Linked DNA regions of Neogale vison: region 1 is linked to region 2. A link is a contact called in public Hi-C data. All regions are on one chromosome and are shown on one strand. The core of a region is the stretch at or near the end of the contact, and the rest is flanking DNA. Distances in the headings are between cores, read along the strand shown. Region 1 holds the start of MED13L (mediator of RNA polymerase II transcription subunit 13-like). Region 2 has its middle 100 kb from the start of SPRING1.

Evidence for each region. Hi-C and Micro-C count contacts between places; a contact is called where the count stands out from the background.
Region 1: a contact with region 2 is called in a Hi-C map of fibroblasts, with 5 times the contacts expected there. The contact joins the promoter of MED13L here to the enhancer-like site in region 2. A contact is called at or near these places in 2 of 3 Hi-C or Micro-C datasets (fibroblasts and muscle).

What each region holds. Positions count from the first base shown.
Region 1 is chr3:229,347,788-229,353,620 of ASM_NN_V1, forward strand. MED13L (mediator of RNA polymerase II transcription subunit 13-like) reads left to right here and starts at 1,905. Exons shown (of 31, transcript XM_044244204.1): 1 at 1,905-2,059. The coding sequence starts at 1,988.
Region 2 is chr3:229,097,174-229,103,725 of ASM_NN_V1, forward strand. No RefSeq gene overlaps it. Among named protein-coding and RNA genes, the nearest start is that of SPRING1, 100 kb to the left of the region's middle. Within about 2 kb of position 4,563, the one cell type or tissue checked has open chromatin away from gene starts, as enhancers often do. A contact at or near this core is called in fibroblasts, where this site is marked.

The DNA of each region.
Region 1 (5,833 bases), core at 655-3,154, 250 kb after region 2:
GACTCATCACAGTCTAAGGATAATAATAGTATCTTCTTTATGTGGTTGTTCTGGGGATTATATGAAACAATGTATGTACATCCATTATAACATAGTGTCAGTAGGTTATAACGTAGTGCTGGCCAGGATAATAATGCATGTTATAACATGCTGCTCATGTTTTTGCTTTAGCGTTCTTTGTGGTAGGTCCAAAGCTCAAGTCACAGGTCTAAGACTTCTCTCTTGTATTACACGCCATCTTTGCGCTGTTTTCTACTCTTCCTTCCCTTTAGTCCAATCCATGTGAAAGAGCTTTCTCTTCCATGTTTGGGGGCTTGTTAGTGAAGAAGTTGTTCTCCTCCCCACCTTTGCAGGGAGCAAACGCCTTGAGGGTTTGGAGAGGGCCTCCTCTTCAGACTGGCACTCCCAGACCATTTGCTCTCAGAAAGTGTTCATGATTGAATGAATGAGGGATGGTCTGCTCCCAACACAGCCCTAGTACAGGGCCTGGCAATTACATTCCGGCACATGGCAAGAGGTCAGGAACATTTACGCACTGAATGAATAAATACAGTGCCTAGGAGTAAGGGCTCAGAAGGCATTTCTGGATTCGTTGTACAGCGCCTGGTACACAGAAAGCGGTAAGTGGCAGTCGTGGATATGCCTGGGCGAGGCTTATAAAACCCAGTGCAAAAGCATGGCTTCACTGTGCAGGGGTTCGAATTCCGCTGCCTCTTCTACCCACCGAGGCGACCTCGGGCAAGTGACTTAATCTCTTTGTGCTTCAGTTTTCTTATCTGCAAAACGCGGACGACGGAGTGCGATCCAGCCGAAGCACTCCCGGGAGCACTGGGACCGGCAGCCGTGTCCACAGCAGAGCTCAGCCACGCCAGCCGGCCTGCGCCGCCAGGGGCACACGCCGTGGGGGTGCCCGAGCCCTCTGCCGCGGTCGCCGCGGGCGTTCCCGGGGCCCGCGGTCGCGCCCCGCAGAGATCTGTACCCCCAAGGGGGCGGGGCACGGCGCCCAAGCGGGGGCAGCCCGCGGCAGCCTGGGGTCGGCCGGCCGCCGCCCGCCGGGGAGCCGTGCCGCCCGTACTTCTTTCTCTCACTCTCGCTCTTCCTCCCTCTCCTGGCCGGAGGCTCCAGCCGCGCTCGGCTCAGCAGCGCCGCCCGCGAGCTGCCCGCGAGCCGCGGCCGCCGCCGTAGCCGTAGCCGCCGCCGCCGCCGAGGCTGCCGCTCCGGGCCCCTCCCCCGCCCACCCCTCGCCCCCCCGCGCGGCCGGCGCCCGTCACGTGACGCGGCGCCAGCCAATGGCGGGCCGAGCCGCGGTCGGCGGCCGCCATTGCTGTCAGAGCGAGCGAGCCCGGGGAGGGAGGAGAAGCGAGGCTGACTGGGGAGGAGGGGGGGGTGGGGGAGGAAGAGGAAGGAGGGGACGTCGCTCGGCTGCCGGGGTCGCCCGCTGGCTTCGTCCGCACCCCCCCCTTCGCGAGTTCGCGCTCCGCGGCGGCGGCGGCTCCGAGGCGGCGGCGGCGGCTCTGGGCTCGCCTCCCCTCACGCGCCGGCGGGGGCCGAGGGGGAGTCGGTGGCTGGAGATAAACAAGGCGGCGGCGGCGGCGGCGGCTGAGGAACAGGGAAGGCGGAGGCGGCGACCGGCCCGCAGCGCCGGCCCGGGAGGCAGCGGCGGCCCTGAGAGGCGGGGAGGGCGCCGGGCCGCACGGACAGCGCCCCCCGCCGCCGCCGGAGCCGCGGAAGCCGCCGCCGCCGCCGCCCGAGCAGGAAGGAGCCGCGCGGCCGCCGCGAACCCCCCCGCCGGCCCGGGCCCGCCGCCCCCGGCGCGGCGTCGCCGCGGCGCCTCCCGCCCGCCCGCCGGCCCTCGCGCCCTCCCCCGGCGGCGGCGGCGGCCCGGCCGCCTCGCGCTCCCCGGCGAGGCGCCGCCGCCCGGCCCGGCCTCGCCTCGGACGCCTCGTTCCGACATGCCCCGCTCTGGCGGCCGGGCTCGCGGAGGATCATGACTGCGGCAGCGAACTGGGTGGCGAACGGGGCGAGCCTGGAGGATTGTCACTCCAACCTCTTCTCGCTGGTGAGTAGCCGGGCTGCGGGGAGGGGGGCTGAGCCGGGGGGGGGGTCCCCGACCTCCGCCGCCGACCAACTTTCTCCTCCCGCCGCCGGGACTTCGCCCCTCCCTCGCCTCTCCCCGCCGTTCGCCTCTCGCCGATTCTCCCCCTTTTGGATCGTCTCTCCCTCGCCTTGGATCCCATCCAGTGTTTATTTGGCTCTTTAAAAATCATTTGTGAGCGCGGCGCTCGGCGTGGAATTTGCATGTGGAAGTCTCAAAGCTGCGGATTCTGGGTCGCACTTCGAACGCCCACCCTCTGTTGCAATCACACCCCCCTTCCCCTCCCCTTCCCCCCCCCCTTTTTTTTCCTAAATGTGGAAGGCTTTCCCTTGTGCTGCCCGCGCCCGCGATAAGCAGCCTTTTCCCCCCTTGTCGGATAGGCTGCCCGCCCGCCTTTTGAATTTTTTTTTTTTTAAATTCCATAATGACACCTACAATTTCGCCCGAAAACAGTTGATTGAATGCGATTGTGTCAGTAAAGGACTCTTGCATCCGAAGCTCCCGCGATTGTAAACATCGACAGCCGCCTGCCTCTCGGGGCTTACTACGCTGGAGAGCCGTAAAGCCATTGCACGGAGCCGACGGAAGGTGGAGAAGGCTTTTTCTTCTTTCTCTCCTCCTGTGTCTTTTAAAAACTGTTTTCTCTATCCTAACAACGAATCCACACACACACACAAAAGCAACAAGCTGGGCGGTTTGATAACATCGCTTTTATCTGCCTTCGCCTTTCTCGCGCTCTCTCTCTGATAATTGACAACTTTTCCTTCGGATTTGAATCGCCTGCCTTAATCTTGAAGCAGTTGGGGTGTCAATTGTTCTCCTGGAAGCCTGGCACCCGACGACGACGTCTAGATTCATCGAAATTAAAAATGTATAGGGCTCCGGCAACTCTTTCCTGGCGGTGCTGTGACATTTGGTGGTAAATGCCATCTTTGCTTTTTATTGGGTCGTATTACCTAGCTCTGAAAACATTCACCTTGTTAAACCTGGCGTTTAGGCTAATAATTGCAGTGCGTGGTCTTTAAATATGTGCTTTGTGCATGAGTTACTGTATGTATAGCTATGTGCCCGGGAGACTACGAATTTGTTTAAATATTGAGCAAAGATTTGTAAACAGATGTAAGGCAATTATGTTCCAAGCGTAGAATATAATTGGAAAATTGGCTGAACGGTTTGTTTAATTTAGCCTTTAGAAAAAAAACCCAACTTATTTTAAGTTATGTACCCTTTTTTGGGGGGGTTGTCTTTGGAGCACATGCATTTTGGAAATAGTTTTCTGTAATCTCTGCAGTAGATTGAAGCATTATTTCCTTTTAATCCTTGTTTACAATTACACTGAATAAATAATTTAGTGTTCAAATTGTAATTAGTTACATTTAATTATGGGTCGGGGTCGGCATAGATGCCTTTTTTTTCCTTGAGACTGGTGGAGAAATACACATTCTTGCCAACTTTTCGAATGGAAGTGCTATTTTATTAAATATTTCCTTATGCAGATGAAAGCATCAAAACACGTGATTTTTTACCCACAAAGACAGAGGGACATAATATCTGTGCTTTCACTGGAGTGTATAGATCAGGTTAATTTTTTTCTTCCAACATTTTTATTTAATCTTAAAATTAAAATCTTCAAATAATTTTTATTTAATCTTAAAATTCAGTTAAACGTTTCAGTTCTTCCTTTTCGTACTGTGATAAATTTCCCTTGGTCTTTTGACATATGGGAATAGAATTCATTTTACCTCCTCTTTTCTCTCCCCTACAATATCATTTACTGTCAGTCAGATTCAGAGACTTTAATAGATTAGCAAACATATTGATTAAGGGGTATTTAAAATGGTTTTTGTTTGGTGGCTGGTGACCACATTGACACTTTAACAGGTAATTAAAATAACCAAGTAGACCAATATTAGTGAGGAGAGAGCCCCGAAATTACTATATATCATTCTGACTGGTAATGGCTTGTGTATATGTGGCTAATCTATATACAGTAGATTTTGTAGACCAATGAAACTATATTTATGTGTGTAGCCAGGCTTTAAGATATACACTTTTTTAAATCTTTTTTTTTTTTTTTTAAGCTCAGGTAAGGATGATAATGTTAAAGAGATAAGATGCCTGAGATTCTTTTGGAGAACAAGCAATTTCATAGGAGAGGATTTTGTGTTTTATGACCAACTAGAGGTTTCTACTTTGGGTATTTCTCTCAACCTTTTCAAACCAGGAATTAAGTGTGTGTGTGTGTGTGTGTGTGTGTAGGATTACTCATTAGATGGCAACTTTGAAACGCAGAACTCAAGAAATTCCTGGGTTGCCCTTTTTTTTTTTTTAAAGGACTGTAGAATGTCTACATTCTCTTGTATGTGGAGGGTGGAAAAGGTGCTTTTTTTTTTTTTAATTGAGAATCAGTTAAAAAGCGGCTGATAATACAAAGTTTTCCTCATTCAAATGCAGTTTTCCTTGAAAATCTGATACCGCAGGAACTTAGAATATTAAAAATATGTTGTCTAAAGTACGTTGTATGGAATAGTTAATTCCAAAGGAGATAAAATCATCTCTTGTTTAAAATAAAGCATGTGTTACAAGAACTCTTATGTGGTTAATAATAGCATGTATTTTTCTTTTTGGCCTGCAGTTTTTTTGAGCAGAGAAAAGTACTGTTTATAGAGAATTTACCTAGATACTCATATTAATGTGGATTGAAATATAAACTAGAGATTAAAGTTCTGTACCACAGTAATGATCCGCCCACTTTCTATTACCTTCAAGTGTTCATTGTGGCTTAGCAAAAGTAGATTGTGCAATCAACTGCTTTAAGATTTTTGTTCTTGTTTTGCTTTCTGATTTTCTACTGCATGTATCAAATTTCCCAAATTCTCTGTCACCCCCTACCCCCATTTCCTAACGGAAAAAGTGTCTTGGGTGTGTATGATATGGATGATTGTATGTGTTTCTTATTCTGCCTGTTGTGAGATCCCTAGCTCCTGCATTAAATGCGTGCCTTGCTGTTACCTTTGTGACACAAAACTGTTTTCTCATGCTATCCATCACATTTCTGGGAGACTCTCATTAGATACTCACTCAGTTATAATTCAGTTAAGTGCGTTAAATCTTGTCTTTTTGGAAAGTGTAACAGGGCACCCTATGGTGTATCAACTCACCCTTGAGGGAAGACATAATTTCCAGATAGAAGTATATCTTTAGTTTTTCTTCTTTAGTTTTGTTTCTCTGTTGAGAGCATATGGAGGAGAGTGATTTTGTGTTCTTTAACTAGTTTTAAGTATATACTCTTTGAAATGGTGCAACCTAATTCTTAAGTATGTGGATTCCACCTTCACATTGTTTTATTTGCTTAGACTCTTCCTGACTGTGGAGTAATTGGGTGATGATATCAAATTCTCCCTCTCTGAATTGAAACACACACACACACATATTAGTACATACTTCCTATGAAGGACCATTAATTCTGTGTATGAAGCTTTAATGTAATCTGTTGTTGATCTGCTCTCTTTTTTCTTAGGAGATTTATATTTTTGTAGAGAGGGAAGATAATGGTAAATATAGAAACTTTGGGATCTATTCTTTTGAGCTGGAACCAAATGTGGAGGGCTGTAAGTTGAAAATGAGCAAAAGGGAATGATTTCTCTCATCTTCTCAAGTGCCAAAATACATACATAGGGTATTTTTTCATCCCACTTGCCAATTTTAGTATCTAAACCTAAAGCATCTTATTTTCAG
Region 2 (6,552 bases), core at 3,313-5,812:
AACTCATTATTTCTCAAAGTGTGGTCCAGTGACCGCCCACATCAGAGTCACCCAGGGGCTTTATTAAAAATGCAGATCCGGGGGCCCCCCCTTCCCCGACCTACAGACTCCCACTGTCAGGGGTGCCCGCTCGGAGCTCCCACAGTTTTAACAAGCTCCCTGGGTGACTGTCATACACCCAGAATTTGGACCCCCATTGCTGAAATGTTGCCATCAAACTGCCCAGGAAAATCCTCAAAACAAAACAAAACAAGAAACCTGGGGCTTTGAGGTGTTATGTGTGTGTGTGTGTGTATGTGTTGTTTTGTCCTGTTTCTTTCTCTTATTTTTCTCTACCCTTTGAGATTTTTATGCCAAAAAAAAAAAAAGAAAAGTATTACTTTTGTGGTCAGAAAGAAATAAAGGGAATACATAGCACAAAGAGATTATTTGTGCACTAGAAGCAAAAGACGGTTTGGAAATTTCAGGAATTTCCAAGACAAGGGACCTCCCTGTCCTTGGCACTGAACTTTAAGCCTGGCTTCTCCTCGGACGCCCTCCCTCCTGCGTGCCTCCCCCATCCCTGGCCACAGCCTTCTCTAAGTGTTACATCCAATTTTCTCTTGAATACATGTAGTGAGGAAACTCAATGACTTCCCAGGGGATCCTACTTATGGGGAGGCAGCACAACGAGAAGATTTATGGAACGTCTGTAAAATATGTGTGTAGAAACTCGAGACATTTTGATCGCTACCAAGGAGAAAAATGGACAGTTTCTTACCACTCGGTTTCAGGAGCATTTTTTATGGGTTTTTAAAATTAATTAATTTTTTCCCCTTTGTTAGGAATTCTTGGCACAGACACAAGCCCCGGAGAAGGGAAACATTGCCCACGGGCTGTATGTCCAAACTGTCAGGTTCTCAATCCCAAATCTCTGGGGGCAAGGCCAGACTTCACGCGCTTCCCATGGAGTGGGGAAAGGCCTGTCAATGTCGGCAAGAAGGGGGGTCTTATTAGCAGCCTTGCTTCCACTGCTCTAACAGGCTTCACGCACAGCCTCTTCCCTGGGCCGGCTCCACACCCAGAGCCATTTTTGGGACCGGAAAGAGCCTGGAACGTTCATCATGCCACACCAGGGCCTCTCCACAGCGAGCACCCTTGCCATGTCGGTGGGGCTATCCCTTAGGCATCTGGTTTTTCTCAGCCTCACAGGTTCCATTCCTGCCCCCTGGGGACTTTGTAGCCCAAGACAATGAACCTAACGGAATTTCCTGGCTGGCGGAGGAAGAGCGGGTGGGGGGGGTGCGAAATCCGCACCCCCCCCCCAGCATCCTGCTTCTGTTACCAACTTGTCCTGGGATCTCTCTTAGCCACAGCCTCCTCCCTCGTGAAAGAAAAATTCAGAGAGTGCTTTTGTGGAGTGTGATGAAGATGAGAGAGAATATGTAAACAAATGCTCCTGCCCCCACCCCTACACACTATGGAGATAGCTCAGTTGTCACAAGGGGTGGGTGGCAGGGGGTGGGGCGGGGGAGGGGGTGGTTTGCTGCTTGCTGCTAGCGTCAAGGTCAGGGATGCTGCTCGACACCCTCCCATACCCAGGACAGCTCTCCACCGTCAAGAACTGTCTGGCCCAAATGTCAGTGGTGCCGAGGTCGAGAAACCCTCATGAATATAAAGGGCCAGGCAAACAGTCGGTGATTAAAATGGTAATAATGGAAAAGGGTGCAGAGAAAGGAGTACAGTTAAGTGTATTCAATAAACCTTACTATTATTAGTAGATCCAAGATAATTGGTAGTTGCTTCCTGGCATGCCTCGAAGGATTCTCAGGCTACAAACAAGCCCAGCTAGACAGTGTCATGATTGATTAGTGATGTCTGCCGTGGGCATGGCAGGGGGAAGTGGCAGCGGGAGTGCAGTGTATTTTCTGACCCTGGACACTGTGATGTCGAGCATCTGTTTCTGCTCTGACATCCTGTGATTCTATTGCCATGATTCTGTGAGTCTCTCTATAAACTTCTGTAGTCAGCATTATTTACAGAATATTTGAGCAGCCCAGGCTCCTGCAGGCTTGCTTGGCAGGGCAGGCTGGTGAGCTGAGAGCCAGGAAGACAGAACCGGCTCTGTGCAAGGCAAAACAGATCGTTGCTGACAGCATGTGATGTGGGTGACGTGGCAACTCCCCGCTTACCCCCTAAAATAGCCCCCATTTCTCTCGGGCTAAAAATTTTTACTATCAGCCACTGCATTGGATTAAAATACTGTCTCCAGGAGGCTTTATCTCAATGCACGGATAGGGCTGCGAAGGGATAAGCGCGCGATCCATGTTGAGTGTTAACTTGCCAGACTCATCCTTGCTCAGCGGAATAGAACAGAGAGGTCATGGAGCAGGAGAGAGGTTATTTTTGAGAGTGGGTGAGGAGCTTCGGGAAAATATAACGTAGAGCGCAGGAGTCAAAATCACTGTCCTGCACGGCCCCAGGAGGTGCTGTGCGCTCTGAATTAGGGTGACCCCCTCATCTGGGGACTTTCTTAGCATTAAAATGAAGATCGTATGTTCCAGGGACTCCCTGTGTCTCGGGCACACCAGGGCGGTTGGTCCCTTAACTCTAGGCCACGTGGCGTGGGGGGGAACTGTGTAGCCACCCACATGGCATTTATACCTCTTGTGGCTGCCCGAATTCTCTTTCTGGACATGTTCCTTCCTTGCTTATAAGTGCTTTGTGGCTCTCCAGGGCCCACCGAATAAAGGTCTCCTTATGGTGTTCAAGCTTGCTTGCTTGAACCTGGCTTCCTGATGTCACCTGATCCTCCACTGTCCTGCCAGGTGTCCCATTAGCTCGTTGCCTTCCTGGAGACCTACTGAGTGTTATTCTCTCTCCCTGGGCTAGAGAAGGAGCTTTCCTATAAGGAGACCCATTTCTTGGAGGGTGTTCAACTTGTGTCAGTAGCAGAAGAGCTCGTGAGCCCAGCCTTTTTATCGTAAAGCTCACCTGAGTCCCCTCGTGAATTGGGGCTTGGCGTAAGGCCACCGCTTTGTGTCAGGAGGGAGCCCACTTGTCCCAGAGAGCCCCGAGAGCCTTTGGAGGAAAATGGCAAAGCCACTGGATACAGGAAACCACCCCACATGAAAATAAAGACTCCTTCCTTCCTGTTGGACGTACATTACTTGGCAGATCCCCTGCTCTCTGATCAATAGGTAAGACAGGAATCATGCCCATCTGACAGGAGGAAAAACTGAGGTCTGAGGCAGAGGGCCCCAGACACAAAAAGAAAGTTTTCTGGACAAAGAGAAGGCAGCCGCGATGTCTCACGGCACATCGGGGACTAGACAGTAACTAATCGAAGTGTCCTGACCTATGTTCTCTGGTGGTCTCTTTCATTGATTCCTCAGGTATTTATTAAAAGCTTATTATGTGTCAGGCAGAGTGTTCCTCTCATAATAATGATTGTATTATGGCTAGACCGTGGGGGACTGGACTCGCTGCAATCCCTCTACTAAATGCTGTATGTACCCTCATTTTAGTGCTCCTGGTAACCCACTGGGGCATGGTTACTATTACTGTCTCCAGGGACAGGTGAGTAACAGAGATAGAGGAGGGAGAAGCAGCCCTCTCAAGGTCGCTTAGCTCATCAGCAGGGGCTTTGCTGAGGTTTTTTCCTGGGTGCTTTTTCCTGGGTGCGGGTGTGGCCTTGGTGGGGCTCTCACTTTCGGAAGGAGAGACGCGGGCCATTTTTCCAAGGTCCGCCCTTTGCCTCCAAGATTCGCCACGCTGCCCCTGCCCAATGAGCGACATTGCAATGAGGAGAGAAAGGAAGACAATGTTGCCGAAGCATCTTCCGTGGGCCGGGTGCTTCATTTGTTTTCCATACCACCTGGCGAAGGAGCTGTAGTTGGGCCAGAAGAAACTGAGGCTTGTGGGGCTGGCACAGCTAGAGCTTCACAGCTGGTTTTTGGGGAGTGGAGACCCAGCCTCGGGTGGTGATGTCGCACGACTTGCTTTATCCACCAGGCAGCCATGGCTGTCCCAGGGCACGGCGATGGGGAGAGAGTTTGCCGGGAGTCTTCAGGCCACACGAAAACCGCAGGAGCGGTTCTCTTACGGCTTGATACGTGATCTTAAGCACAGACTCTTGGGGCAGGAGCCAGAAAGCCACTCTCCCACCCATTGTAAGTTCAGGAACGTGGGGAGAGGACCCAGGACTGGTCCCAGCGGAGCCCCGCTGCCCACGATGGGCAGCAGGTGGCGCTGTGGCCCCGGTTTAGCAAGGGCAGCGGGAAGGTGGAAAGGAGGTGGGGGGGGGACCCAGAAAGAAAAACTAGTGGAAAACAAGGATTTAAAAGAAGAACAATTTGTTCCAAAACATTTGCCTTGTAACGGGGTCATCTATAAATTCTGGGATTTCCTGTTTGCTGCTGGGCAGGCTGGCCGGCAGGCAGACCGTTCTCCTCTCCACAGTCTGGAAGAATCATTTCAGCCCCACTCACGAGCTCCCGCCTCCCCTGGCCCAGATTGGCTCTGAAATTTCCCGGCTTTTGTGCCCGTAAGCAGGATCCTGTGACAGCAGGTCTCCTTGAGCTGTGCTCCAGTTTCCGCTGGGTGGGAGGAGGAGCGAGATCGTGGTCTTTTTCAAAGAAGAGACTATATTTGCAATCTCCCTGTACTCGCTGTGCTACCGGGCTTGTTTTGAGTCAGAAGTGAGAGAAAAGAATTTTAAAATGAACGAGACAGAGGCGGACCTGTTATTTTTATTTTCCATAGTTACGATTTTCTGCATGTGTGGTGAGAAGACTGAAGTTCTACGCTCTTAGTATCAAGTATACAACATAATATTGTTAGCTGCGGTCACCGTGCTGTCTGTTAGATGCCCAGAACTTGCTCAGCTTCTTGCTGGGAGTTTGTGTTCTTTGACCAACACATCCCCATTTCTCCGGTCCTCCCCGCTGCTGGCAACCACCGTCCTCCCTTCTGCTTCTGCGAGACCGACTTTTTAAAATTCCACATATAAGTGATACTCTGCAGTATTTGTGTTTCTGTGTCTGGCTTATGTCACTTTAGCATAATGGTCTCCAGGTTCATGTTATTGCAAATGGCAGGATTTCCTTCTTTTTTTTATGGTTGAATAACATTCCATTGTGTGTATATACCACATCTTCTTTGTCCATTCATCTGTCAGTGGACACTTAAGTTGTTTCCAGGTCTTGGCTATTGTGAATACTGTTTCAGTGATCATGGAGGTGCAGGTACTGCTTCGACATCGTGATTTCATTTCCTTTGGATATATACCCAGAAGTGGGATTGCTACATTGTATGGTGGTTGCATTTTTAAAGTTTTCTGAGGAAGGAGGTGTCTCCTTTAAAGAGAAGAGAACTGTTCTAGTTAATATGGGGATGGAAACGTCATTGGAAGAGACAAAACCCTTTTTATCAGCCCATAGAACTTGAACCAAGTACAAAGCCCCAAACATTGATGAATAAATGGCTACAAAAAAGTATCCATCCATCTGTCCATCCATCCCCCATCCATCTATCCATCCATCCATCTGTCCATCCATCCACCATCCATCCATCCATCTACCCACCCATCCATCCATCCATCTGTCCATCTGTCCATCCATCCGTCTATCCATCCATCCATCCATCTGTCCATTCATCCATCTGTCCATCCATCCATCCATCCATCTGTCCATTCGTCCGTCCATCCATCCATCCATCCATCTGTCCACCTATCCATCCATCCCCCCATCTGTCCATCTGTCCATCTGTCCATCCACCCATGCATTTATTCAATTATTCACTCATTCATTCAGCAGACAGTTATGGAGAACCTACAGTATGCTTGTACCTTGTCTTATTTTAGTCTGAGGCTAAGCCTAGACCATCTCTGTAGTCTCCTCCTGCGGCCAGTGGCATGTGGAGGGCATGTGAGTACCATCTGGAGATGGATCCAGAAGGTGGGCTCAGGATTCCTGGACAACAGCTGTTGGGACCTTTAACGAGGATTGCAACATATTTGGCCAGGGTGAGGGGTACAGTATGTGGCTGCAACCAGAGTTTTTCTCTGAATAAGTCAAACGAGCCTGTCTGGGATCAACTCCACGAGGGCTGGACAATCTGGTCCCAGCAAATTAAAACAACATGGGCACCAGCCAGCTACATTTTTGAAAACAGTATTTTTGTTGTTTTAATCAAGGACGCCACCCCTGTCCCCTGCCCTCGACAAGCTCTGAATGGAAATGGGGCAGAGTTTATAAGAAAATAAAAACAATTGGTTATTCCAGCCCACGCTCTTTTTCCTTCTCATGAGTCTCACAAATGAAGCGCCTTTCTGTCCCTCATTTTACCCTCCTGTCCACAGGCTTGGCAGGATTGATGAGCCTGTGGCAAGACAGTGTCTTCAGTGACACAGAGCAAAGAAGCTCTTTCCACGTGTGTAGCTGAAGCCAAACTGTTGTGTTCTCCTTCCAGGTGGGGAGTCCCTCCTAGCCAGGGTCTTGGTCCCTGTGGGGACTGTGGACAGCGGGGTGAGGAGGCGGGCAGCATGAGCCTCCATGCTGAGTCTGCATATTA